7 separate regions of the Mus musculus genome follow, and all the other regions are linked to region 1. Evidence: chromatin contacts called from public Hi-C, HiChIP or PLAC-seq and promoter capture Hi-C data. All regions are on one chromosome and are shown on one strand. The core of a region is the stretch at or near the end of the contact, and the rest is flanking DNA. Distances in the headings are between cores, read along the strand shown. Region 1 holds the start of Mrpl42 (mitochondrial ribosomal protein L42). Region 2 holds the start of Tmcc3 (transmembrane and coiled coil domains 3). Region 3 overlaps Tmcc3 (transmembrane and coiled coil domains 3). Region 4 overlaps Cep83 (centrosomal protein 83). Region 5 overlaps Plxnc1 (plexin C1). Region 6 holds the start of Plxnc1 (plexin C1). Region 7 has its middle 13 kb from the start of Gm40744.

The links. Promoter capture Hi-C pulls out the DNA fragments that hold promoters and counts their contacts. Hi-C and Micro-C count contacts between places; a contact is called where the count stands out from the background. HiChIP or PLAC-seq counts read pairs in DNA pulled down with a chosen protein or histone mark. Capture Hi-C pulls out chosen DNA fragments and counts their contacts.
Region 2: a contact with region 1 is called in a promoter capture Hi-C map of pre-B cells, with 3 times the contacts expected there. The contact joins the promoter of Tmcc3 here to the promoter of Mrpl42 in region 1. A contact is called at or near these places in 2 of 39 promoter capture datasets (liver and pre-B cells), 1 of 484 Hi-C or Micro-C datasets (the G1E-ER4 cell line), 3 of 115 datasets of contacts at active chromatin or transcription factors (astrocytes, cardiomyocytes and embryonic basal ganglia) and 2 of 9 other capture datasets (adipose tissue and liver).
Region 3: a contact with region 1 is called in an HNF4G HiChIP or PLAC-seq map of pancreatic cancer cells. The contact joins the enhancer-like site here to the promoter of Mrpl42 in region 1. A contact is called at or near these places in 3 of 39 promoter capture datasets (the C10 cell line, liver and pre-B cells), 1 of 484 Hi-C or Micro-C datasets (B cells), 4 of 115 datasets of contacts at active chromatin or transcription factors (astrocytes, large pre-B cells, memory CD8 T cells and 1 more) and 2 of 9 other capture datasets (adipose tissue and liver).
Region 4: a Hi-C map of bone marrow-derived macrophages shows a contact between it and region 1, with 12 read pairs. The contact joins the enhancer-like site here to the promoter of Mrpl42 in region 1. A contact is called at or near these places in 3 of 39 promoter capture datasets (the HPC-7 cell line, hippocampal neurons and liver), 1 of 15 datasets of contacts at CTCF or cohesin (the NIH/3T3 cell line), 1 of 484 Hi-C or Micro-C datasets (bone marrow-derived macrophages), 1 of 115 datasets of contacts at active chromatin or transcription factors (pro-B cells) and 2 of 9 other capture datasets (adipose tissue and macrophages).
Region 5: a contact with region 1 is called in a promoter capture Hi-C map of neutrophils, with 5 times the contacts expected there. The contact joins the enhancer-like site here to the promoter of Mrpl42 in region 1. A contact is called at or near these places in 2 of 39 promoter capture datasets (the C10 cell line and neutrophils), 4 of 115 datasets of contacts at active chromatin or transcription factors (astrocytes, bone marrow-derived macrophages, fetal liver and 1 more) and 2 of 9 other capture datasets (adipose tissue and liver).
Region 6: a promoter capture Hi-C map of liver shows a contact between it and region 1, with 5 times the contacts expected there. The contact joins the promoter of Plxnc1 here to the promoter of Mrpl42 in region 1. A contact is called at or near these places in 8 of 39 promoter capture datasets (the C10 cell line, the HPC-7 cell line, cranial neural crest and 4 more), 1 of 484 Hi-C or Micro-C datasets (embryonic stem cells), 16 of 115 datasets of contacts at active chromatin or transcription factors (SST interneurons, VIP interneurons, astrocytes and 10 more) and 3 of 9 other capture datasets (adipose tissue, liver and macrophages).
Region 7: a contact with region 1 is called in a promoter capture Hi-C map of the HPC-7 cell line, with 6 times the contacts expected there. The contact joins the enhancer-like site here to the promoter of Mrpl42 in region 1. A contact is called at or near these places in 11 of 39 promoter capture datasets (the 3T3-L1 cell line, the C10 cell line, the HPC-7 cell line and 7 more), 2 of 484 Hi-C or Micro-C datasets (bone marrow-derived macrophages and cortical neurons), 19 of 115 datasets of contacts at active chromatin or transcription factors (the 230-238 cell line, the SCID.adh cell line, acute myeloid leukemia and 13 more) and 3 of 9 other capture datasets (embryonic stem cells, liver and macrophages).

Annotation. Positions count from the first base shown.
Region 1 is chr10:95,500,300-95,504,100 of GRCm38.p6, reverse strand. Mrpl42 (mitochondrial ribosomal protein L42) reads left to right here and starts at 2,152. Exons shown (of 6, transcript NM_001359476.1): 1 at 2,152-2,195; 2 at 3,579-3,718. The coding sequence starts at 3,652.
Region 2 is chr10:94,512,974-94,516,774 of GRCm38.p6, reverse strand. It overlaps Tmcc3 (transmembrane and coiled coil domains 3), which reads right to left and starts at 1,918. Exons shown (of 4, transcript NM_172051.3): 1 at 1,671-1,918. The coding sequence starts at 1,748. It overlaps Gm40743 (a long non-coding RNA gene), which reads left to right and starts at 1,896. Exons shown (of 3, transcript XR_871960.2): 1 at 1,896-2,087; 2 at 2,187-2,443.
Region 3 is chr10:94,543,318-94,547,118 of GRCm38.p6, reverse strand. The region is part of intron 1 of Tmcc3 (transmembrane and coiled coil domains 3); the gene reads right to left. Among named protein-coding and RNA genes, the nearest start is that of Gm40743, 30 kb to the right of the region's middle. Within about 2 kb of position 2,093, at least 300 of the 459 cell types and tissues checked have an H3K27ac peak or open chromatin away from gene starts, as enhancers often do. A contact at or near this core is called in B cells, adipose tissue, astrocytes and 3 more, where this site is marked.
Region 4 is chr10:94,769,602-94,773,402 of GRCm38.p6, reverse strand. Cep83 (centrosomal protein 83) reads right to left here. Exons shown (of 16, transcript NM_029852.2): 13 at 2,329-2,458. Among named protein-coding and RNA genes, the nearest start is that of Cep83, 83 kb to the right of the region's middle. Within about 2 kb of position 1,717, at least 27 of the 459 cell types and tissues checked have an H3K27ac peak or open chromatin away from gene starts, as enhancers often do. A contact at or near this core is called in the NIH/3T3 cell line and bone marrow-derived macrophages, where this site is marked.
Region 5 is chr10:94,845,267-94,849,067 of GRCm38.p6, reverse strand. It overlaps Plxnc1 (plexin C1), which reads left to right. Exons shown (of 31, transcript NM_018797.3): 12 at 1,454-1,553. Among named protein-coding and RNA genes, the nearest start is that of Plxnc1, 98 kb to the left of the region's middle. Within about 2 kb of position 2,152, at least 32 of the 459 cell types and tissues checked have an H3K27ac peak or open chromatin away from gene starts, as enhancers often do. A contact at or near this core is called in neutrophils, where this site is marked.
Region 6 is chr10:94,942,812-94,946,612 of GRCm38.p6, reverse strand. Plxnc1 (plexin C1) reads left to right here and starts at 1,768. Exons shown (of 31, transcript NM_018797.3): 1 at 1,768-3,096. The coding sequence starts at 2,035.
Region 7 is chr10:94,972,770-94,976,570 of GRCm38.p6, reverse strand. No RefSeq gene overlaps it. Among named protein-coding and RNA genes, the nearest start is that of Gm40744, 13 kb to the right of the region's middle. Within about 2 kb of position 1,835, at least 4 of the 459 cell types and tissues checked have an H3K27ac peak or open chromatin away from gene starts, as enhancers often do. A contact at or near this core is called in the HPC-7 cell line, where this site is marked.

The DNA.
Region 1 (3,801 bases), core at 903-3,402:
AGGCCTGTGATTGGACAGGGAAAAGGGAAGCAGATCTAAGAGTTGCAGAGAGAGACAGAGTGTCTCTCAGGAGAGGAGGAGAAGCCAAGATGGAGACGGACAGACAGAAAGAAGATCCTGATCGCGCATGGCTTTAAATACCCACGGGTAGTTATGAATATCACATAGGGATAGAATAATTGGGATAAGTTGTCTGATCTAGGTGGGCCGCTTGTATTATTATCAATTGGCTCTGAAATTATTGTGTAGGCATCTTGTGAATTGAGAATTTATTGATATATAAATCTGACTTGTTAATTATAAGCTTCTAGAGTTTTGTTTTACTGGGTTACTGTAATGTGGGACCACCGACCACAGGGGGATTTTGGCTGAGAGGGTACGGGCAGCACTGAGGCAGTGAACCGAATCACGTGGGGAACGCCAGGGTCAGTTGCTGATGGGGCTAGTTTAGAGGCAGAGGCCCAGGAAACATGCCAGGGCAGAGAGTTGCCGGCAGTAGCGTGGGAAACCTGCTGGTCATTTTTAATATTTCCCGCAACACAGAGATCCATCTGCCTTTGCCTCCTGAGTGCTGGGATTAAAGGCTTGCACCACCATGATTGTTCCTAAGCTCTTAAGAAAAGACAGAAGTGCAAATATAATGTCAATTTGTCATACGAACTTTGAAGGCAAAGTAAACTATAACTCGCGGTCTGTATGAAACTCAGAAGCATGGAAAAATTTATATTTCAACTAGACCCAACTTTTGAATGTACTGTCAGAGTGTAGAAAGTTACTGACCTCCATGCAAATTAGGTTGGAAGGGTTGCCTTGGTGGGCTCATGATGAGGCGTCCCCAACCCCACCCTCCAGGTACCAGCCATAGCACAGGTGTAGCATAGAATAATTTGGAGGCATGAGAAGGGGAGTTGAGAAGGGGGTACAGACAGAGACAGAGAAGAGGAGGGGGAGAGAACAGGGGGCAGGGGGCCAAAGAGCCACTTTTATAGCAAGACAGGTCTACCTATTGGGCGGAGTCTAGAAGGAATACTAACAATTATTTGTTGGACTGTCTCTTTTCAGATATTCCCATGCTAGGTGGCCTCTTAGGTGATATATGTTAGATTTCCTTGGCCCTGTTTGGAGCCCTCTTCCATTTTAGCTACATCTCAATAAGACATTCCTCCGCTCGATGCTAGCATACCCAGGGGAGGGTCAGACGTTCCAGGATGAGTGAGCCCCTTGGCACTGAATTCAGTTCCAAATCAAACACCCCGGTGGGTGGGTCTGAAGTTTGAGGAACAGGAACACAGGGATTACCAACCATGAGCCATTTAAAGACTTGCAGGAGGAGTCTCCGGAGTAGCGAGGTCAATGTGTTGACCAACTCATTATTCTCATAGCTTTATTCATGTTTTTGTGGTGCCAGACATCAAACCCAGGGTCTCAGGCATGCTCTAGCACCAAGCTCCATACCCAGCCCTCAATCCTATGGCTTTATACTCCTATCTAGCCCAACCTTTACTCTCTAAACAAATCTCTCTACCTTCATTATATCGCCGCTTGCGTGTCTCAGGCGAATCCCCAAATCAACAGCTCCTGAATGGAATCCATTCCCACCCTTACCAGACAACTTCTAACCTGCTCTATCAGTCTTTCCTCTCCTGTAGGTTGTTGACTAACCTAGTCAGTCGACAAAGCCACACCCGGAACGTTCTCCTTTCAGCTCCTACATCTATCAGATCCATTGGTTGAGAAAGCTTCTCTAGGTTTCATTTCAAATATATCAGTCCTGGGCCCCTCATTTGAATTCTCTGGCATTTTGTCTTCTCTGAGAAAACTTAATTGATCCATTATGAAAAACACATTCATCCATTTGGTTTGGAGCTGAATTTGGTGCCAATAGGCTCATAAATTTTAGAGAATGTTAATATTCTCTGAATAATAGTATAACATTGGTTTTGATGTTATTTTAAATAGTTCCTGCTACTAAAATCGGGAGGGTAGCGATTTTGTTGTCTGGGCACCTTTGGGAATCCTGAGTCCAAGGGGCCACAACAAATGCAGCCTGGCCACAGCTGCCCGCCCCGCCTTCTTTCTGCAACTAGGGCTACTTTCCTGGCAGAGACTACAACTCCCAGAGTGCCTCGCGCGCGTATAGCGCGCGCTGGACGGCGCCTTTAGGACCCAGATTGAAGCAAGATGGCGAGCGCGCGGTGAGTAGCCGTGGAGGTACCGCTGCCCTCTCCTTACAGGCCCGGAAGGCTTGTCCGTAGGCATTGAGGGCTTTAATGTCTGTCGTTGGAGGCAGGACGAGGCTGCCGGTGTCCCCAGGCTCCATCTTGCAGAAGGGCCGGCGTGTGGTTGCGCCCTTCCTGTAGCACACCTCGGCGTGCATGCGGGCGTCAGCCTGCACCAAGTTGACCTTGCGACTCCTTAGACTCCTCCTGATTCAAGTCTTTGAACCGGCTCCTGGGTGGTAGTCCCTGTATTACTGTTGCTCGAACTTCAGCCCCACCGGGGTGTTTGGTTTGGAACTGAATTCCGTGCCAAGGGGCTCATCCTGGAAAGTCTCTCTTTGGAGCAATAGTTTGACCCTCCCCTGGGTATGCTAGCATGGAGCAGAGGAAGGTCCCCACAAACGTTTTGATTTTGGACTTGTAATCAGAAGACGTGGGTTTTCTTTCCGTGCATGCCACCAGTTAGACAGTGAACTACCAAAATAAAGCATTTGACTTTTCTCAGCCTTCGTTCCCAATAAACTGAAAGAGCACAGAATATTAAGAAAGTGGGTTGCAAGGCATAAATAACTAGCTGAATGAACTCAGGGTTTGCCATTCGCGGCGCTCTTAGGATGTCTGGCATCTGCGTGCAAATAAAGAGAGCCCTATCCTAATCCCTTTCCTGCCTATAGAGGGTCACTGAGACCAATAGAGAATAGGGGCACAGTAATTACCGTTTATTTACACCATCTCATGAAATTTGTGGTTGCTTCTTGAAGTTTACCACTGAAGAATTGGAAGGTCGTTTAGTTAATGACTTGCCTCAAATCTTCCAGTTTGTAAGTGAGCAACACTAAAGTCTTTGGAAGCAAGTCCTTTTAAATTTTCATGATTCGAAATAAATATGCTTGCTGCATCTTTAAATGTTATGTGACAGGAGATGAGATAGTGACATCGATGGGTTCCTCTTAAGTTTTTCATGTTGAATATTTAGTTTCATCAGAAACAGCATTACTGTAAGTGATAGGATCCTATGGGTGGGACTTGGGAGCTAGAATGTAGACTCACTAGCATTTGAGGAAGAGTTTGCAGCGTGTATTATGTGTGAGTGACTTTCTAATTACGTATTCTGCTAAGCACTCAGTAAGTGAAGCCGACTGTGCAGAGTCCTGAGAAAGTTGCACTTAAGAGAAATGATAGCGGAATAGTTGCTCTGTTTCTCATATTTTGATCTCAGTGACTTTGTCCTGTTGTTAAACTGGAACGGCCAGGTTTAAAAGCCTTGTTTTCAAATGATGAGCACTAGCTAATGGTTCCTACCTTGATGTTAGTGTTTAACTTTACCTTTGTAGCCGATTTTCTTTCTCTCTTAAACAGGAACGAAAATCTGTGTGCCTAGCAACAGCTTTCACTTCACAATATCGTTTTTTCAAATCACTTGCTAAGGATCATGGCTGCGGCAGTAAAATGGGCGATATCAAACAGAACTATCTGGAAGCATTTACTTCCAATCCAAAGTAAGTGAGATTTTTTTTTTTAAATGCTTAAAAATGTTTTGTGGTTTTTCAAATATAGAATATTTAAAGCATTTGGTTATTCT
Region 2 (3,801 bases), core at 669-3,168, 990 kb after region 1:
CTGCCCAGTGGACTAATTACAGAGACTAGTCAGTCCATCCAGCACCTAACTCAGTTGTACTGCACAGTTTACTTGCAAATCCAGTATCTCCCTACTGATAATGTAACAAGTAAAACGTGATAAGCAGGATTTTTAAGGAAAAAAAAAATCCCCTTGACATGATGTCTTGGTCACTTTAAGGAGAGACAGGTGTGGGGAAGACGCTGCAGTTCAGCTAGTCCTTCCATTCCCCAACTGAGTGTGTGAGCACCAGTTCCCACCTCTACCTGACCCGCAACAACTCATTCAAGCTCATTCCAAGTTTGTCAACAAGCTCACCAGCCCCCAGGAGTTACCAACCCTGCTTGCTTACAGAGACCATTAAGTTATGACAACCCAGGCTCTCAAATTATCTTAGCATTACCGTCTCACCTGTGACTGCTCTATTACGTTTGTCCCCCACCCCCACCGGGTTACAAATGTTTTATGAAAAAAGACCTTTCCTTCAGTCAGCTGGGTTCGCGAGTAGTTGCCCTCCCAAGCAAACTTCTGACTGCAGGTAACCAAAACTCTAAATGTTTTTCTTAGGGAGTTTGGGAATACTTTCCTGGTGCACTGTTATGAAACTTCTAATGAAACCGAGAAAGAGTCGGTCGATGCAGGAGCGATTCCACCAAACTCATTAAATTTGTGGGTTTTTTTTTTTTAATCATTTTTCCTAAATTGATTAAGAGGCGCTAAAGTGAAAAGAGAAATGAGGTAAACATGCCACTTCTGGGAGAATCGACTACTGTTTCAAATTGTGACTGCATACCCACATTATATATAAGGGACCCCTGCATATGCCTATCACTTATGGCCGCAACTTGATCTTAGAGGTGGAAGGGTAGAAACTCTGCCCGGTCTATCTCTACGAACTTTATACAAGAAAGCCGACATCGAATCCCCAGTTCCTCGGACAAGCCAGAAGTTGGGAGGCTCAGAGAACAACTCCAGGTGCCGCCTGCCAGAGTGGAGGAGGTGCTGTTTCAAATGGCACTTTAGTCCGTCAAAAGAAGGGATGGGGGGGGGGGTGTCACATCCTTGCTGGACACTTGAGCTTCCCAAAAGGGAAAGTGTTCCTCAGGAGGGGCCCAGAGCTGGGGCTGTGGCCTCCGTCTTTATAGTGAAGCCCTCCATGGCCGGTCTCCACAGCTTGCTCAGAAGAGCTATTTTCGCTCACAGCCAAAATCAGCAACAGCAAATTAGGCTGCAAACCGTGGCGAAGGCACCCGCTCTGCACGGCTCCCAACTCCGGAGCGTCCATGCCGAGATCGACTTTTGACCTGGGCAGCGCGTCCCGGGCGTACAGTGCAGGGGACTCAGCTGCCAGGCAGGGGACGCAGCAGCAATGCAGAGCCCTGCAGGTGGCTGTGCCGGGAGGGAGCCAGACCCTGGGAGTCCCGGGGACCCGGCAGGCAGCGTGCGCTCTCTGGCGGGGAGGAGAGCCCGGCGACACCGTCGTGGAATAGGACTGGCTAGCCTCCGATTCCAGCGGTGGCCCAGCGTCCCCGGGCCGCAGGTTTTCCCCGGACCTTCCCGGCCGGGAGAGGCCGGCGTTGGGTTCTACGGTGCTGAGCCTCCGAGCCGACCCGGCCCGCGCCCTCCCCACGCAGACTCGCACCCCCGCGCCGCCCTGCGCGCGCCCTCACCCGGCTCTTGCAGCGGTGGTGCCGGCCGGGGTCTGAGTAGGTCCGGTCCACGGTGAGCGCCGTGTCGCTGCCCGGCATGTCTGCGCTTAGACTGACAACTTTGCGTCCTCCGGGGCTGCCGCTCCACTCGGCGCCGGGTGGCAGCTGCTCGCCGTGCTCCGCTCACCCTCGCCCCGGAGCCGCGGCCGAGGGGGTGGCGCGGGCCGCTGCAGCTGCTGCCGACACCCCGCGGCCCTGCGCCGCCGCCCGGGTGGGGAGGCGGGCGACAGTCTCCGCCCCTTTCCCCGCTCCCCGCCCCTGCGCCCGCGCGGCGCCTAGACCCGCTCCAGGTGCCGGGCTCAGCTGCCCTCCCTGCCTGCGAACGGGGCCCACGCGCTCCCACGCCTCTCCCGGCTCAGATGAGCGACGCTGGCACAGGTTATGGACCCACTTGAGTGTGATAAAAAAGACGGGTTTGAGCACACAGGAGGTTGCCGGATGCCTTAATGAAATATATATACATATTTCACTCAACAGGCACACTTACTTGCTGGACAGCTTTCCTGGACCTGGACAGTGGGCTAAGGATTCCAGGACGGAGGGGCATTTTCCCATCTAGTATTCCACGGAGCGGCACTCCCACTGTGTTGTGTATCTTAATTGTGCTTGTGTGACTCACTGTGTTGTAAGCTACTTTGAAACCGGGACATCTTTCCACTTGAGCGTTCTCTAGTCCCAGCGAGTGCTCCCTGCCCACAAGGAATTTGGAATCTGAAGAGAAAAAGTACTGATTGGTAATCAATGCGGTATCGGTTGCCTAACCCCCAAATTAACTACACAAGGTCCAGTGGTTTCGTGAGACGTGCCCCTGAGACCGGATTGGCAGGTTTTAAATCACTGATCCTAACAGGCTCAGAGTGCAGTGTGATCTGCCTACAGGGAGGGGAGGAGGTGTTTATCCCCCTAGCTGGCTGAGAGAAAACAGGTCTGTGCGTTGGGTGGGGGTGGGGGAGGGGACCCTCAAGGTGTCGGTTTAGTGGGTGTCTTCAGGCAAAAAGGGATCAGGTAGAAGAACGGAGAGTCGGGGGTAGGGGGTGGGGGGAATGTACTTTCAACATTAAGTTCAGCTTTGTTCTGTGGGTGTTTGGCAAGCTGCTGGGCTCCCTGAACCAGAAGTTGACAAGATCAGGATGGAAGTCTAAGACATCTATCTGATAGTCCTGTGAGAGGCATTGATGAAAGATAAAGAACTCTCGATAGGAGGCCTTTTCAAAGACTGAGGACAACCTGACCTATGTGTCATTCACTCACAAGGAGACCAGGGAACCAAGCATGTCGACTTAGTGGAGTATTAGACAAGTGTAGCAGTTGCGATGGCCCTCTGTGGAGTCATTTCTAGCATGTATAGTTAAGTGAAGAAAAGCAAGGTGCTGGAGAATATAGTGTTCTACCATTTATTGAAAGTGCAATGTGTATCATATCTATATAGAGAAATATAGATACATATACATACATACATATACATAAATATAGATATATGCCTGTGCTTATATATACACAGGGCACATTTCTGACAAGATAAAAAAAAAGCTACAGGAATAAGTGAACAAGCAGCTTAAGTTGGGAAAGGAGAACTGAGCAGCTACAGGGCAGATGGGAGGATTGTTTGTTTATTGATCGTTTTTTCACTGAGTATACATCTTAAATGTGGCCACAAAAGTAGAGTAAATTATTAAAACTTAAAAAGAATCAGAAACCTAATTTAAAGCCACTTAAAGGGGAAAAGAACCTTTAAAATAAAACACAAACAAACACACACACACACACAAAACGCATGCATACACACACACACCAGGCTCAGAGAGATTTTCAGGTAAATTCTTCCACGCAAAAAGCATAGATTGTGATGTGTGTGTGTGTGTGTGTGTGTGTGTGTGTGATTTCAGTTATGATGTCCAGAGAAGCTTTTGTGATAGGCCAATATTTGAGCAGAGCCTTAGGGAATGACTATGTTTGTATGAGGAATGCAGACTTAGGAAGTGAGAGAGACTGTAATGTATGTGATGGTTTGAATGAGAATGCCCCATAGGCTCATTCATCTATTTGAAGGCTTGGTCACCAGGGAGTGACACTATTTGAAAGGTTTTGGAAT
Region 3 (3,801 bases), core at 844-3,343, 960 kb after region 1:
AGGCGCTGGGAACCGAACCAGGTCCTCTGGAAGAGCAAAAAGTGCTCTTAACCTCTGAGCCATCTCTCCAGCCCCCGAACATACACTTTTTACATTAAGCTTGCTAGGAAAAAGATGAGCCTTTTTCACAATTGCTTCTTCAGATAATACACTGAGAACCTCACTTACTGATGTCATTTAACCTTTCTTCCACAGGGAACGCAAAACCTAGCCACAAGCAGAGAGCACAGAGGAGACACACATTGAACCCTGTTTGCTTTAGCAGTTAATGATTTAACCAGTAAACTCAGGTTCTCCAGCGATCCAGCCGGCTGCTCTCTAAGGCCCTGGCTCTGGTTGTGTGCACGTCCATTATCTAAGTGACCCCATGTGGTCATCTCCTTTATGCTACACGTGTGCGCCTGAACTTGAAGTTAGTTGTACTCAGGAGGGCTGGTTGGGGTCTGGTTTCTTATAGCTTTAGTTTTAAATCTTCAAAAGAACATGGGTTTTCCTTGTAAAAATGCTTCATATTAAAAAGAATAACCAGGGCTCTGCGTGACGGGGAATCTTTAGGGCTCAGATCCACTCTTTTCAAACAACCTCCCTAGGTAATTCCGATGTCTCTGCCACTGCCTCCTGCCCACTGGAATTAAGTCCTTAGTGAACACTTCTATCTGAGGGGACAACACTGCAGAGAGCCAAGAGTCTAGGAACGAATGTGTAAGTGTTCAGAGCTACCCTGCCCCGGGATGTGAGCCACTGAGAACGAACAAACCCAACTGGCCTCTCATCACTTCGGCCCCTTCTGGTTCCTTAGAGATGTGGGGGGCAGGCAGGGAAGACAGCTATGTTTGAGCCGAGAAGGGAGCTGGGAAAGTGGGGCCCTGTTTTTGAGCCTGGCCACCATTGCCTAATCCTGATCAATGGGAATCTATACCCGACAGCTTCCCTTCTCCCTCCAGTTTTGATTCCAACTAGTTTGCCATCAGTGAGCCAGGTAAGCGGTATTTCCAGAACAACTACTCATGAGATCACCTGGGGCCTCTAACCCTCCTTGCCCCACCCGAGACAGTGAATCAGAATTTCTAGGAGGTTCCGTGTCCTGGGCTGGAGCCCAGGCTGTAATATTATACACAGGGAAGTCTGAGAAGCATCTGTTCAGGTCGAGCTCATTGTGAAGAACGGAACCAGGGCTGACTGAGTGACATAATTTCCCCAAGGTCTGATTAACTATGGCTCGGGGGCCCAGAACGTGGTGAGCTCATTCTTTGCTCACAGACCAATACTGCCTGCTATGTTTAATCATCAGAGTCCAAGTATCTGCGAAGTTTCTGATTCACCGTGAGGCAGCTGTGGGTACGTGACTAACAAAGTCTGAGTTCCGGATGCAGGTCAGAACGTGCCACCCACCGGCTTAGAGGATGACAGACAGGGTGACCTGTCTGATTTGACCGGCCCCTCGGTTTCTTTCACTTTCAGTATCAGAATGAGGGGAAAGGCCTGACTGATTACCCTTGAGAAAGAAAGCAACAAGAAGGCAGGAGCGCAGGCTGATTCAACCACCTCACCGTTGTTTCCTCAGCTCCTGTTAGCACTTTGAGCCAAACAGCTCTGGTCCTGGCAACTGCCAGCCTCTTGTGGTCGTGGTCGGGAGAGAAAGGATGGCAAGCCCTGCTACAGACGCTCCGCTTGTAGACCAGAATCAGCTTTTCTAACTGAGAAACAAGGAGGAGAAGCACTCTGCTCCGCCCCACCCTCCCAGGACCCAGCTTGGAAAGCTCAGAGCAAGCTTTGACTCAGGGAAAGCTCGAGCTGGTTATAATTGCCTCTAATTGGCCCTCCCACACCATCGCACAGTTTACAGCTGTAATGAGTTCCAAAAAGGGATGCCATATATTCTCCTCCTACCTTAAAAACCAGAATCCTTTCCTGCCTAGGTTCTTCACATAACTGCTTGGATTTTTCCTAATACATCAAAAGATATTAAAAGCAAGATCAGTGAATGAATGAAAAGCAAACATGTAAATGTGTTTTCAAAGAGAGAGCCCTGAACCCTGTGACCTCAGGGGCAACGCTGTGGGCCTCATATTGCTAACGGAGACCAAGGACAGCGAACGAGAAACCGATTGCATTCCAGGGCACACGGCCCTCAGAACACATGCATCTCTTCGGACATCTCCCATGTTCTGATTTTTATCTTTCTTGGCATGCTCGGGCTCTCTTTTAATAAAGTCACAACCTCTGTTGCCATGGAACCCAATCAGACATGAAGCCTGTTACTAGGACTTCCCTGCAGGGCAAGAAAAAAAAAACAAAAAAAACAAAAAACAAACAAAAAAAAAACCCAAAAGACTCCAGTGACAAAAAGACCAACATTTTCTTAAAAATCAAAAACCAAAAAAACCCAAAAATCAAAAATCAAAGCAATGAGCCTTTGGAAAGCGTCTGACACCTTTGTGTCGACTAACACTTAAGTTTCACATAGGATAGTTTGAACTCTTAAGCCAAAGCGTGTCAACATTTTATTCACACAAAAAAAAATTAAGCTGGGACTTTACAAAGATATTTGTTTCCAAATAAATACCTGGCAAAGAGGATAAAACTACAGGATTCTCCCATTTTCCCCGCTTTTAGGTGAGCTTGCTCAAGACTGAATAGCTGTTTGGCAAACACGTGTCAGTCAGCAGCTACCAAATTGCAGTATCCATTTCTACCAGCACTAAGGTTTTTTTTTGCCAAGAGCTCGTTATTTCTCTGCAAAGAGAAGATATCTAAACAACACAATGAATCCTCTGCTCTGCCATTATCTGGGAAAAAAAATATATCTGATGCTAACAACAAAGCTATATATGGAAAGGGAGTTAACGTCAGCTGAGTGTCTGTCCTGAGCCCGGCACTTCGCATCTCACCGTGTGACTGACGGAGTTACTACCACCAAGGTTCCGACAGCCTTGAGTAGCTTGATCAAGCTGCCACGCGACAACTGTGCCTGACTCCCAAAGCTAGAGTTATTCATTCATTCTGCCTAGCTTTTATTCTGGCTCTGGGTGCCAAGCATTTGTTCAGCCACTTGTTCTTGATGAGGGAATTCACAGCTTTGGGCAGCCTGTCTCAGAAGAGGGCATGGATTCTATTTTGGCTTCCAGCTGGCTACAGTGGTAAGATGTTCATATTCTACTATCATACTCACGAAGCAGCAGCTACCCCATGGGAGAACCATGAGTGAATGTCCTGTCCGTTTGCCTAGGATGACACAGGATGTGCATCTGTACTGGACTGTTAATTAAGTTAAGGATATTTTACCTAGTAGCGTGTATAGGGACAACTTTCATGGAAAGAAAAATTTTCTCAGCACAAAATTGCCATGAGATACTACTCAGCAGACAGAAAGAGACAGGGAGCGGTGGGGAGGAGATGGGACACCTACAACCTACGTACACTGGCAGGGATGCTCATGACCAACCACTGGAAAACCCTGACATTCCTCAAAGGGTTAACATAGCATCCCTGTGACACCTAGCAATTCTGCTCATAGTTGTCCCACACGAATACCCAACTTGTAAGACCACCTAACCCTAAGTGGGCTGCCTTGCCTTTTGGAATCTCCATAAAAGCTGGACTTGAACGCAGACCCAAAGTCTAAGCTGCATCCATCCCTCTTCCTCCTCCTCCTCCTCCTCCTCCTCCTCCTCCTCCTCCCTCTCAAGGATCCAAGATTATTTAAGTTTTTTGTTTTTACATTTGTTGATTTGTGTGTGTGCGTGCATATATATGTGTGCACATGTGGGTATGTTCTGCACAGCACCTATGTGGAGGTCC
Region 4 (3,801 bases), core at 468-2,967, 730 kb after region 1:
ATCCTAAAAGTATATATATTTACATACATAATACTACCTCTGCCACATGTACACACACATACACACACACCTCATTTTCAACTTCATTGATAAAATTAAGCTCATAGAACAGTGTTCCACAGGGTGTGATAGTTTCAGGTCACTGCTATTCACTGGATTAAACTGAGCAATCGTCTATGACTTAAATTTTAATTCACACACCACGTTTTAAAAAGTGGACTGGGGGGGCTGGTGAGATGGCTCAGTGGGTAAGAGCACCCGACTGCTCTTCTAAAGGTCCGAAGTTCAAATCCCAGCAACCACATGGTGGCTCACAACCACCCGTAATGAGATCTGATGCCCTCTTCAGGTGCGTCTGAAGACAGCTACCGTGTACTTACATATAATAAATAAATAAATAAATAAATAAATAAATAAATAAATAAATAAACTGGGTATAGTGTCCTGTGACTTTAGTCCCAGCACTTAAGAGGCAGAGGCAGCCAGACCTCAAGGTCAGGCTGGTCTATACAGTTCCAGGCCAGCCAGAGCTACATGATACTCTGTCTCAAAAACAACAACAAAAGGTGAAGTGAGGAGCTAGAGAGATGGTACACTGGTGAAGCATAAGCAGAGACCTGGAGTCTGGATCCCAACACTCTCCTAACAGACCAGGTATTCTCAGCACAGAGAAAAGCGTGGAAGGGAGGAAGATCACTGGAACTTGGTGGCTCCAGCCTAGCCTCAAAACCAGGCCCAGGCTCTAGGTTTGGAGGCACCTTGCCTGAGAGGAAGAGGCAGAGAATGACAGAGGTGGCAGTGCTCCATGCACAAGGAGTGCACCTGCCCCCTTAGCCCTCCACCTCCCGACACAAACCACAGTCTAAAAGTGAGATAATACTATGTTCTCAGCCACCAGTTAAGTATTTAAGAAAAAGGGAGACTGCATCATTACAATAATGGTACAGCATCACTTGATAGGTTTAACCTATCACTCTCTGCCCTCTTTCTGGCACACCTACTATCAGTTAATAATCTCTGTCACCACTGGATGTCACTTTTGCTCCAAATGCAGTCAACCCAAATTAACCTCAATAATTAGGTTCTGGTCTCTACAACAATTATTCCTAATACTGGAAGAACATGAAAGTTTATCTGCAAAAGACAAAAAGTCGAAAGACTTTCTAAAGACTTCTTAATTCAGAGGTTTCTGAAGTTCAAACACAATACAAGAAGTACAGTGGCATTTCTAAGGTCATTATGAGTCATCAAAAAAAAAATCACTGAAACTTCACCAACACTAAAAGCCTTTCAAAATTTATACATGGACAGAAAGGAATATGAGTGGCCAATAAAAGAGAAAAAAATGTACTTCCTATGGGTATAAAATGCTGGGTTTCTTATATAAGAAACGATATCTTCTAATCTCAATTTTATACTACTTTTAGAATTACAAGAGTGTCTTCAGTTATTTAAACCTATTCAGTAATATATACAGATCTTAAGATACTGTTATTCCTAGGGCATATTTCTTTCATTCACATTGTATTTCTTCTCCATACCCAATGTCACTATGAGGAGAACCTATGAAATGGTAACTTACAACTACACACACACAAGCTTGTCTCTTGGCACACTCCAGGCCTGCTGGAAATCACTGCTGAAGCCCTGCAGCAATGAGCCCCAGCCGAGGAGAGTACCACAGCCGGTGTGTAGTAGGAAAAGCTGTAAACTACCGACTAGATGAATCATCTGGCTACATCATTTCATCAAGTACTGGACTGGTTCCAAGAATGTGAACATATGCCTACAGAGGACAAATCTGTAGCATCAAAGCAGGAACTGTCAGAGTTTCAGAAGCCAAGGAGAAGTCCAAGATCCTACTGCTGGGGCAAGTTTGTTTTTTGAGTTGGAAACAAACACTTCTTTTGTTATTGTTGAGACAGGCATGTAGCCTGTCTATGGCAACAAGCAGTCCTGGCTAATCTAGAACTTGGTGGATATGCCTGAATAATTCTTACCTATGAGCTCTATCTCTGGCCCAGACTTTAACCACAAAAGCAATATTACAGATGCTAAGTATAATTGAAACAGGTCATCACACTGTGATGAGCTAGCTATACGTGTTTGTATAGATTGGCTCTGAAAAATATCACTTATAAGAAAATATATATTAACTTTAAAATATTTTAGGAATATACCTATTAGTTGGATTTCCCCAACTAACTCTCTCTGCAAAATTAAAACAAAGTGTGATGTTTAGATATCAAGTTAAATATGCCAGTAATACATCTTACTCTGGGAAAGTGTTTGGCAGTACAGAAAGCACTGTAGCTAAGAACCACTTGCCTTTTTCTGAGCAGTCGCTGCGCGCTGTAGCTTTTCCTTGGCTTGGTTATACTTTTCTTCTCTGTCTGTGATTCGCTCATGGAGCTTGTGCTTTTCTTCCAACCACTGGATCTGTTTTTCCTCCAGTGTCCTGCCAGAGAACAGGCACACATGCCAAGTACTGAACAGAAATTCTTAGATCAAATAGGCACTATGGCCAGTATTCTCAAACTCCCTGCCTATCTGACCATGCCCTACCCTTTCCAGCTATGGTGACTCTTATGTGCCCACATGTTTCCTCACATTGTTGCTGCAGAGCAAGTTTTATGAATATGACACTGTATTTAGAATAACATGTACACAATGCTTACACGAAACACTCTGGAATTAGATACATCTGTTGTGTCTTTTAAGTAAGTTAGGAAATTGAAGTTAGAGCATCTAAGTTGTGTAAAGAAACTTTTTTTTACTGACAAAATAAGCATTTAAAATGTAAACAATAATTATAAACATCAAGATATGAAAACTGTGCCTAATTTAGGCAGTTAAAACCAAACCTGCTGCCTGGTGTGGTAGCTAGCACCTTTAACCCCAGCACTACAGCGGCCTGGGCAATCTGATCTCTCTGAGCTGAAGGCCAGCCTGTTCTATTTAGCAAATTCCAGGACAGTCAGGGCTACATAGTACATAAAGGTAACCATATCCAAATGGGGAAACAAAAACCAAGCTTGATATTAAGTCTTTTTTTTATATTAAGTCTTAATGCAGAATGTTTTCTGTGTAGAATAAACTTTATATAAATGACGTCTTAAGTTATATCCTAGTAATAACATAATTTAAAAGCTATTCTGCATACTAATCTATAATATGAATTTTAGTATCAATACCATGGTCACTAAAAATCAGAATAACAAATCCTGTCATGTTAGCTTGCTTGTACTTGTTGAAACAAAAGTTAAATTCTACTGAGATAAAATCCAGTACTTTGTTTTGTCTCTGAGAATTTCACTCAGAGCCATGCACTTGCTGAGCGGGCCCTGCTGCTGAGCTGCATCCCTGTCCAGGATCTGATGGGATCTGGAGCCAGGACCTGATGGGATCTGGAGCCAGGTAATGATTATCTGTCTGCAATCAATAGTGAATTACTTAAAGCTGTTAGCTACACTGTATGTCATTACAATTCTTAAGCTCGTTTTAATCAAATACTTGAGGATCACAAGATACAAAATTTTCCTTTTCATACATAAAACTCCATCTATAAAACACAGAGAAGCTTTACAATAGGAAAAACTGCAGAAAAAAAACATTTTATATGTTAAGACTTATTTAAGAATTTGGAAAGAAAATTGTCCTATAGATAAATAAAAATATGCTATAAAAACAAAGCAAATATAAAACAATATTCTATACTTATGTTTCTTTTTCCTTTTTTACAATTTATTTTTGTGATGCTAGGCATTAAGCCCCAGGCCTCTCTCTCTAGACTAGCCAGAC
Region 5 (3,801 bases), core at 903-3,402, 660 kb after region 1:
GGGAGGAAGTTTAGCCCCTTGCAAGGCAGCGTCTTGCAGAGTTTTCAGGCAGCTGTCTCTCCCCTGTCCCTCCATCTAAGACTGTGCCCTAAGCTTTTTCAGAATGCCATCAGTCACTCCAGTGAATGCCCTGAATTTCCATTACCTCTTTAATGACCTTAATCTCAGGTATGGTTTAGTGGTAAAATACTGCCTAGCATTTGCCTATTCCCCACCTCCACCCCCAATCTCTCTATCTTCAGCCTTCTTCTGAGTCAGGGCTTCCCCATGCAAACTTTGCAGCCCATTGGAGTGGCATAGGGAAGACTGAGATTTCAAAAGCAAGGCTCTTACCTGCAACCCTCCGCTCTGAGATTAAGTATGCCCTATGTATAAGTAGTAACCCGGATGTGGCACTCACCACATAGTCATGGTATAGCTGCTGACCTGGTTAAACCTTACAAAAACTCTGAGAACCCAACGGTGGGTTGTCCCTTTGGCAGGGGTGAACCAAGGCACGGCTGCAGTTCAAGCAATATACGTAGCTCCCTGAGAGCTGGGCCCAGGATGCGTGGTTTCTACCACAATACTCTGCTTCCTCCTCATCAAATGGCTGCCTGTCACCATGATTGTGCTGAGCCCCTGAGTCTCAGTGCTCCTCATCCTTGAGCAAGAAGGAGGAGGTGCCACCATCTGGAATCAGGAGAAGATGTTTGGGTTGGTTTTCTTAAAATTGAGGCAGATTGTCAAGTGGCCATACAGTGTCTGGGGTGGACCTGCCACCCCAGAACAAGTGTCTGGTGACCCATGAGAATAACCAGAGCTGTAGGCAGCTGTTTCTTTCACACTGGGTGACCACTCCGATGTTATCTGGTGACACCTTGAGACTAGGTGAAATCACTGTTTGGTTTTGGTGAGATTTGTGTACCTTCCCCGTACACTGAAATCCCATATCTTAAACAAGAATACAAACTTCTAAGGTCACTCGCCATTTTAGCTTGTCCACCTATCGTGTGTTCCCTGTTTCCCTCTAAATAAATAAACTATAAATAAAATATAATTGGTGGGTTAGAGGGTTTGGTCGTGGAAATTGTGAGAGCGGGTCATCTTCTCATAGATTAAACTGTAATCAAATGAGATTTTTGTCCCGTGAAATGCTTCCAAGGTACAGCAGATGATCTGGTTATGTGTGGCGAAAGACCACAAGAAAGCTCCGATTCTATTAAAGAATTTGGGCACTTTCCCAGAACTGAAACGGGGCTGACCTGTATTTTTTTATATGTATGTCTTAGAAACCATGAGTCTGCAGCCAGTACCATTTAAAGACTTCTAAAATTATCAACGTCTTTTAAATTGAAATTGGTTCCTTGTCTCCCAAATATGACCGAGCTTAACATTAATTGTGAATCAGTTAATAGTTTAGTTTGAAATCGTGAACGCCGGTGGCTCACCCTTGCCCTTCGATCCCTTGCAGCGGTGGGCAAAACATAACCATCATGGGCAGAAATTTTGACGTCATCGACAACCTCATCATTTCACACGAGCTGAAGGGAAACGCAAATGTGAACATAAATGTAAGTTATACTAAACTGGGGGGGGGGGGGGCTGGAGGAAGGGTATGTTTCATTTCTACGACTTCGGCATTATAAACTTTTGCTTTCATGTGATCTATACTGTCTCTGCTGTGACGGAAAGATCTCATTCTTGGAGTTATTTGGGGTTGCCGCATAGAGGAACCAGAAAAGAATTTCATGTGTTAAGACCTGCCACGTTCTCCTCGTGCGACGCATGTAGCACGTTGCTTTAATCAGATAACACTTCTGAATAGGTGTGAAAGTCGTTGTGGATGGTTGGGGTGCTATGTACAGAGCCTGTGACAAGTATGTGGTCCAACAGCACCAAGGGAGGTCGGGGACCTGCTGAAGTAACATTCCTTCTCTTGTCATTGTCTCTTGGTCCTGTGGCCACTGTCTTCCGCCCCTCCCCCACTATGCTTCCCCATCCCCAGACTGTGGGAATTGTCTGGTCCCCCTAAGGGTTTAGTTCTCTGAGAAGAGCCTTGACGTTCTCACAGGAACCTTCAGGGTGAAGCCATGGGTGTCTGTGAGGAGGGGCTAGGTACACTGTTGCTTATATAGGTGCTTCTTGAATGTTCTTCCGTTTCCTTCCTCCTTTTCTCTAGTGTAAAGGGAACAGCCATTCTGGGCCTCAACCTGACCACTTCCTGCCAAAGCCAGCAGTGCTGAGGGTGGCCAAACACTTTGTCCTACTTGCAACCAGTAGGTGTTCACGCCTGGAAACGAGTGTAGCGATCCATCTTTCTTACGGCCTTGTCCTAGACACATGCCCATCCACTTCTGGCACACTTCCTGGCCAGTTCCCAGCCTCACACTGAGTCTGATTCTGGCCATTTTCCCGTGATGGAAGCCTGTTCAGTTGTGTAGTGGCCCTTGGCCTGAGGGACAGCCTGAGCCAGGAGACCTGGAAACACGGTCTCTTTCCCAGAACATGTCCCATTTATTGAGCACCTACTATATGCAAAACCATTTTTTTTTCTGGCTGCAAGAACAAAGAGTAAATGAGCTTCTGCCCCCACAACACCCAACCCCACCTTCATGAAGGGAGATGGCAGACCTGCACTGGCATTGGACACTGGCAGCATCGTTGGTGACAAGTGCCGGGTCCTCCCGCTCCTTCCATCTCTCATGAGTCCAAGAAGCCATGATGTGTTTCCCAGGGAAAGCATGAGTGGGTAGGGCTGAGACTAAGCTAATGGAGTTCAGTGGAAAAGACTAGACCAGCAAGCAGGTAAGGAAGCAGGGAGTTGATTGCAGAGCACAGAAGAGGGTATTCACCTATTCTAGACCTATTCTAGACTAAAACACCACTCACGTTTGCTTTGTTGGAACCTTAGAGGCTGGGTTGGGATGGGTGATAGAGATGGCTGAATACCATACAGGGCCACGCAAGGGAGAATCATCCCCCAATACGGCTCTACATTTCCGAGACAGCTCCCCATCACCCCTGGCTCTGTAGGCAATGGGGGCAGGAAGGTCTTGGGGGTCTTTGGCAAGGAGTGGCATGAGGGTCATTTTATCCACGGTGCCTAAGGTAGTTTGGAGAGGATAGTTAATGAGGATGCTTCAGGCATGGCTGGGACAGGTCTAAGTGTGACTGAGACACCACCAGATAGATGCCTGTGGAGCTCTCTGCTGGAATGCCATCTGCAGGGTAGGTCTAGAGGGCTGGTGATGGTGAGGCTAGCCATTTCAGCATCCCTGTGGATGGAGATGGGGGTGGGGGGTGGCTGTGTAGAAGAGAAAGCACCAAGGATGAAGAAAGCATGTCTAGAATCTGCTCGAAGCTTTTCTTCAGGGGTGAGGGTGGGAGAGTCAAAGAAAATAGAATGACCAGAGACGGTCACCGAGAAGCTGTCTTTAAAATAAGGGTTGCTCCCCACACAAACAGGCTCAGTCTTAGGGGTAAGGAGCGAGGGAGACCCTGTTGCTGGTTTTTCTTTTAGGACGTTGGTGTTAAGGAAGTAGGTATTGTGGTCCAGTGGGTTTTCACCCTATCGCAGAAGTGCTAAGGCAGGAATTTCAGAATGTGTTCAGGATAAAGAATGGTGTTCTTACTCCAATGTGGCCACCTAGATCCTCTGTCCACCCATCCTTAGCTCCAAGGTTACAGAAAACAAAGAGAGGGAATGCTGCTCCCAGCTTGCTTGAGTATTAATCCCTTCTCCCTCCCAGTCTCTCTCCCTTCCTCTTTATCTTACAATGTTAAGGACCGAACCCAGGGCCGTGAGCATACTAGGGAAGC
Region 6 (3,801 bases), core at 519-3,018, 560 kb after region 1:
TGTGTGTGTACAGCAGAGAGAATGGAAGTCAAGGCCTGGCTGAGCTACACCCACCCCCTAATACTGTACTGTACATCTAGATTAGACTTTCAAGCTTCTTGCCCAGTTCCTTCTCCTCCCTTCTGCCTTTCGAAGCTCCCATCTCAGCAGCGGGAGGAACAGATCTAAGCAGTTCTGTGGAAGTGTAAAACCTGCAGCAGGTGACCTGTGAGGAAGCTCATTCAGAGCCCCCTTAAAAAACAATACAGATTCCTATCCAGAGCTTGGCTGACTTGGAGCTAAGAAGAGAAGATCACACAGCAACCAGTTGCAGTCCTAGGAAGATCTAGGAAGAATGCAGATCATTTCTTAAGGACCCATACGGGTCTTTAGCTCCCTCTCCATTCACCACAGAGTTGAAGGCACCAAGGCTTGCCTCTGGGAAGCCCACTTCTGAGAAAACATGAGCTTGCCTGCTCCCCAGAGCACAGTGATCTTTCTGTTCCAGAAATTCTCGGTGGCTTGCGAGGTGGGGGAAGGGGGGAGCACCCCAGCTGACAGTTGCTACCTGGATGAAGTGGTGGAGGGAGCCCCTCTAGAAACATAAGAGAGCTCCGGACTCTTGAGATGCGAGCCCTGGCTGCTGAGCCCAATGTACCTTTGCCTTTATTCTCTGGGGAGTGTAGTTTAGTGGCCACAGGTGGCACTGGACTAGCAAGAAACCTGTAAGAGGCTCCGGTGTGAGGTGTGGATTCGAATCTCTGCTGTGCTATTTGCTAACAGCTGTACCCGGGCAGGTTCCATAGCTTCTCCAAGACCTTTCTCAAAAGCCGAGTAGGGTTGATACAAGTCACTAATTAATACTGTTTGTCCCAAGCATCAAGTGAATCAAAATCTACATGGTGCATTTAGAACTATGCCCAGAACGGAGCAAGTTCTCAATAAATGTTAGCTTTTGTCACTAGGGTTAGATAGTGAGCAGAACTTTCTAAGTGCTATATCTGAGAGCCTGGGACTCCGTTGCCAAGGGAGACCAGGGAGCCTTTTCAAATATGAGAGCTCTGGCCCGAGGGATTGTCCACAACGAGAGTGTGGCGCCTTTCTCCTACCTCACTCTGACCGAGGGAAACCCACCCCCGGTCACAGGGGCGTCTTGGTCCCCCTCAGCCGCCTCCCGCTTGGCCCCAGCCCCCTGGCGCATCTCTCAGGCCCCCCTCCCGCCGCTCCACACCTGTCAGCCGCCCTGGCAGCCTCCCAGGGGCTCAAGCCCTGGGCCTCCGCCGCAACCCGTTCGACCCTGGGTCCTGGCTCCGCGAGCCTCGCGTTTGCCCGGGGCTGCTCTCGTAAACAAAACCCGGGCGTTGGAGCAGCCCCGCGGGCTGGGGAGCGCGGGAGCCAGCTCGGTGCGCGGTTCCGGCGCCGGGGGAACCCGGGGCGAGCAAGGGGCGATGGTGGCAGCCGCGGCGGCCGCGGCAGGCGGCTCAGCTTTGTTATGAATAGATGAAAGAGGCCACCTACACAGTAACCCAAATTACGAGACCTCCCTCCTCCCGATCTCACCGAATCAAGAAGGGAGGGGAGATGGGCGTGGAGGGAGGGCGGGCGAGAGGCGGAGGGCGGAGGAGGAAGAGGATGAGGAAGGGGCCAGTTGCATCCCACTTTCACAATGGGAAAGTGAAACGCACAAGCGCACCCAACCTCTCCAGCCCTCCCCGCCCGCCTCGCTCCCCTCCGCCCGTCCCCTCCCTTCCCCTCCGCGCCTCCCCGCGAGCGCCCGCGCCGCACAGAGGAACTCTCCGGCGAAGGCGGACGAGGAGGAAGCGTCTCCGGAGCGCGCAGGGCTTGCCGCCGCGGCACAGGCTGCCGGAGCGAGCCCGCCGCGCGCCGTCCTCCCTGCACTCCTTCCCGGCCGAGCCGCGGGGATGGGGCGGCCGCGGGAGCCCGAGCGCGCGCAGGAGCCGCCGCCGCCGCCACCGCCGCCCGCGTCTCCGTCGCCGCGCGCCTGAGCTGCCCGAGCTGCCGCGCGCCCTGCCCGGGGGCGGCCCCCCTAGCCCCATGGAGGTCTCCCGGAGGAAGACGCCGCCGCGCCCCCCGTACCCCGCCGCACCGTTGCCCCTGATCGCCTATCTGCTGGCGCTGGCAGCGCCCGCCCGGGGCGCGGACGAGCCGGTGTGGCGATCTGAGCAAGCCATCGGAGCCATCGCGGCGAGCCGGGCGGACGGCGTGTTCGTGGCGAGCGGCAGCTGCCTGGACCAGCTGGACTACAGCCTGAAGAACAGGCTCTCTCGCCTATACCGGGACCAAGCGGGCAACTGCACGGAGCCCGTCTCGTTGGCGCCCCCCGCGCGGCCCCGGCCCGGGAGCAGCTTCAGCAAGCTACTGCTGCCCTACCGCGAGGGGGCGACCGGCCTCGAGGGGCTGCTGCTCACCGGCTGGACCTTCGACCGGGGCGCCTGCGAGGTGCGGCCCCTGGGCAACCTGAACCGCAGCTCCCTGCGCAACGGCACCGAGGTGGTGTCATGTCACCCGCAGGGTTCGACGGCTGGTGTGGTGTACCGCGCGAGTGGCACCGACCTCTGGTACCTGGCGGTGGCCGCCACCTATGTGCTGCCGGAGCCGGAGACCGCGAACCGCTGCAACCCCGCAGCATCCGATCGCGACACGGCTATCGCGCTCAAGAACACGGAGGGGCGCAGTCTGGCCACGCAGGAGCTGGGCCGCCTGAAACTGCGCGGTAGTGCGGGCAGCCTGCACTTCGTGGACGCCTTTCTCTGGAACGGCAGTGTCTACTTCCCCTACTATCCCTACAACTACACGAGTGGCGCTGCCACCGGCTGGCCCAGCATGGCGCGCATCGCGCAGAGCACAGAGGTGCTGTTCCAGGGCCAGGCTGCCCTCGACTGCGACCACGGCCACCCTGAGGGCCGCCGCCTACTGCTTTCCTCCAGCCTGGTGGAGGCTGTGGACATCTGGGCCGGCGTGTTCAGCGCGGCCACTGGAGAGGGCCAGGAGAGGCGCTCCCCCGCCACCACGGCTCTCTGCCTCTTCAGGATGAGTGAGATCCAGGCGCACGCCAGGAGCTGCAGCTGGGACTTTCAAGCGACTGAGCACAACTGCGTAAGTCCAGCCCCCGGGGTTCAGATGGAGTCTTGGGTGACACTTACCAAGTCTCAGGTTCACTACACCACCGACTGGCCGAGATTGCAGGCTACTCTAAAGCACAGTCTGGGGTCCCCAAAGGGAGCGTGTAGAAAGGGTGACGGGGTAGCGGGGAGGATTGGAGGGAGGTTCAAAACTCTAGTGGCTGCCTCTCATCTTTTTAGTACAAATGCGGGCGCTTGTTTAGGACTGAGCTCCCCCCAACCCCCCGGGCCCGGGCTATCCTCTGTTCCTAACCGCTTCTCCAGACCAGAGTCTCAGTGGACATGTGGGCTTGACCCTTTGAGCTAACAGTTACTAATGCCCTTACAGAAAAAGCTATCGAACCTAAAAGACTCGCCGCCACACCCCGGCCTTTGTGCCCCCCCCCTCCACCCACCCCACCTTCCAATCTCTGGCTGCAACCTATGTGATGTGGTCTGTAGAGTTGTGGCCTGCTCCGCACTGGTAAATAAATGCTATGGTGCAAAAGCCGCTCGCAGACCGCCCAGCCTGAACCAGCGCGAGGGGGCGGGGCTGTGGCTAGCCAAGGGTGGCTGTGGTCTCAACCTGGTGGAGAGAACCCTAGGAGGCAGCTTATGGTGTACAAAGCCTCGCCCTGAAAAGGAGAACCGGGTGTGTGTGTGGGGGGGGGGGCGGTTTGGAAAGTGTTGGGGTGCTCCA
Region 7 (3,801 bases), core at 586-3,085, 530 kb after region 1:
GCCTATGTAGAACAATACTCGAGGGTCCCTCCACTACTCACAGTCGCCCCCTGCTGGTTGCTGTAACTTTTCCTATCTGACAAAACAACCCAAGTTCATCCCTAGGCTGCCGATGCCTTGTAGCCCTTTGGCAGGCAGGAACTCATTGGAAACCACTAAATATGTTAGCTTGACTAAAATGTGGGTAGGGATAAAGAGGCCTCTTTCCCCTGTGCAGTACATTATCATGCATAGACCACAGTCAAGTAGTTTGGGAGCAAATGTTTTGGGTTCAAATCCAGCCTTTCTCGTTACCTGTGTGATCTTAGGCAAGCCATTAACTTCTCTGTGTTTGAGTTGCCTCCTCTGTAGGATGGAGATAGGGCTGTTTGCTGCATAAGATAGATTTTCATATAAATTAAATGAGTATCTATACACAAACCACTTACAACAGAGCTGGCACACAGTGAAGGTTGTAAAAATGTGACCTGTTGTATGAGCAACAATAGTCTTCCCTCTTATGAACTAAGATAAAAATCTTTTCCCCTAGACATCATTAACTCAGCCATATGCCTTTTGCAAAAACCATGAATTGCAGTCTTTCCCCCTATCCTTCCATAGGAGTCCCCGAGCTCCATCCACTATTTAGCTGTGGGTCTCTGCATCCGTCTGGATTAACTGCTGGGTGGAGCCTCTCAGAGGACAGCCATGCAAGACAGGAGTCTTCAAGCATAACAGAGTATCATTAATAGTGTCAGAGATTGGTGCTTGCCCATTGGATGGGTCTCAAGGGGGATTGCCCAGGGTGAGAAGTTCTCACCCTCTCAGAGGAGAATGGGATCTGATGCCCTCTTCCCGTGTGTCTGAAGACAGCTACAGTGTACTCATATAAGTAAAATAAATAAGTCTTTTAAAAAAATAGTAAAAACTGTTCCTTGTGGCATTATGTGCAGAAATGAGAGGGTGAAGAAAGGACAGAGACACATGCTCAGAAGAACTGGGGCCAGGCAGACTGGCCTCATTCTGCTGGATGAGAAGGATTATGGGAGGGAGTAACTAGGAGGGGGGCAGGGAGCAGGATGCAAAGTGAAAAGAAAAAAGTATATACTACTCATGTGTGAAACCTAAAAATAAATAAATGTTAAAAAAAAAAAAGATAAATAAGTGCCAGCCATTGCAGTAAGCCCTGGAAATAAGAAAACCTCTTTCTCCTTAAGTTCCCTACTGAGTAGGGTTGGGGGCTGGGCATAAGAGGTTGTCGCTCAGCAAGCTCTGCCAAAAGAGAAAGTTTTCTGTCCCTGGTTGATTTGGAATTTGAGGAAACACTAAGCAAACACCATATGACAGTTATTGAAGTTAAATGAAGCAAAACTTGTGTGACAATGTCTGAAACAAATGGGAGCCTTGCAGAGAACAAATAATTAGAATCCTGTCAGACCCAGTACATAAACTTCGGCTCCCAAACGGTCGGGGGGGGGGGCAGTTGAGGCTTGGAAAGTCTACCCCTGCCGTGGAGCAGAGTCCTGGCTGAAGTCCAGAAGAATGGAATCCTGGTAGAAGCTTCCAGAAGAGAAACGACCAAGGACATGTGAGTTACACTCCGATACACATCATGTTTGAGGAAGCACGGGCTGTGGATAGAAACTGGAAAAATCCATCCAGGTTCAGAGCCATTGGAATCCGGCTACTTCTCTTTGTGAAAACTTAAGTCACTTGATGTCAGCTTACCTAAGTTGTCCTAACTCATGGTATATTTCTGTAACCTCCTTTGGGTCTGTTAGCAAAACCAGGGCAACATGGTGTACCTGCTAAGTGGCCACTATCAGAAGGCACACATCCAAGGGCAGTCACTTAGCTCTCGTCAGGGAGAATTAACTCCTGAGGTGGCTACACTTCCTTCCACAGAGGATATGTCAATCAACAGACAGCGCTTCTTTTTATTTGTAAATGAGTACCAACGTTTGTTTTTATTGCTGAAATTAATGCCTTGTCAATTAGCAAGCTACATGTTAGAAAATGACTCATTAAAGATAAGTCAAGATGTGTGGTTGGCTCAAAATGCTGAGAGATAGATAACGCCTCCTCCCCAACACACACTTTTGGAACCACAGGGAATAAGAATGAGGTTAGGCCTCTGAGGTGGTGCCCAGTGTTTAATGACTCCTCCATTTGCCTTGAGAAATGTTTTCTTGTGTGCTGCCCATCAGGGTCCAGGGTCTAACCTCACAGAGTTTTTCTGTAAGTAGTCTTTTGTCCTGTGTATTAACGCATAGAAAAGGCCAGAGATACAGAGCTTTACCCAGTCTGCAGCCCCCTTATATGCTCCTGTGGCTCATTAATTGCTACCTACAACTACAAGTGAGGGAGAAGGCAGCTTGTTCGTTGTCTTCAATTCCACTAGGCCCTACAGTCTGAGGAATGTTCTAGTACCTCAAGCTGTCTCCTGGCTGTTGCTACTCTCCAAAAGAAAATGCAGTGTGTGACTGACCTAGACTAGTTGGATTCTCAAGCTAGAACTTCATGGAATCCAGTCTTAGCTTGCTCTGGTGTGTGTGTGTGGTGTGTGTGTGCTCATGTTTGAGGGGTGTGGACTTATGCACAGCACATCAATAGATTCCAAAAGATAGCCTCAGATATTATTTCTCGATGTCTTCCATCTTCCTTTGAGACAGGGTCTCTCATTGGCCTGGAACCTGACCACGTATACCAGGTTCACTAGCCTGTGTGCATCCAGAGATCTTCCTGTCTCTACCTCTCCTTTCCTGTTACTAGGACTACAGGTGTTCTGCAAAGAGGTTGCTTCGTTTTGCAGGTTATGGTGATCCAAGCTCAGATCTCCATATTCATGTGCAAGTATTGTACAAACTCAGGGATGTTCCTGGCCCCAGTTCTTGACTTTTGTGTATGCGTACATGTCCCAAATAAGCTTGCCCTTCTTTAAGTTGTTTTGCCTTGTGCCTTGTTACAATAGCAAAAAGAGTACCCCATATGAGGGAAGAAAATGGTTGTACTTAGCCATCCCCCCTCCCAACCCCCCCCCCTCCCGCAGGGATGGCTAGGTGTAGTGACAACTTTGGAATCTTGGTTTCTTTTAAAAAACATGGAAATATTATAACAATATGTTCTCGTTTTAATCCCGGGTGAGGATAAGAGGCTGCTTCACAGCAGCTGACTGTGATTTGCCTCATGCTCTAGCAGGGGTGTGATCTTGCCAGAGGCAGATAGTTTCTACAATTGTGTAATGTTTGGAATTCTGGGCCCCACGAGAGGTTGCAGGGGGCGGGGGGGGGGGTAGTATTTGCTGGTTGCTGTTGGTTGTGGTAGGTTGCTGTTTTTAAGTAGTGATGCACAAAGAAGAAGCAACAAGAAGAAATTAGATATCCCAATGGTAAAGATCAAACTTACCCCCAAGGAACTCGACGCCTATAATCAGCAGGAAGCAGTCTACCAATAATGTTACCCTCTTTTGACCTCTGACTTTATTTGGGAATCTCTTTCCTTTTCTCTATTATTTTTCACTCTTATCTAGGGTTAGGGGGCTGAAGGGTGGAGGAGGATGGAAGAAAGAAGAACCCACAAAGTCGCAAAAGGCAGCTTCAGACGGGAGCTTAGCACACTGGCAATAAAGCACCAAATGACGCACGGGACACTGATTTGGGGTCAAATTTGGAAAAACCACGATTCTTGGTTAGAAACTGAGAACAACAGAAGAGAGGAACCATAGTCATCCCTGATGGACTGACCCTTGGCTTAACTGTGCCAGCAACAGAACAGTGTGGATATAGCAAGAATCATGTTACTCTTTAGTGTTGTAGAAGCCAG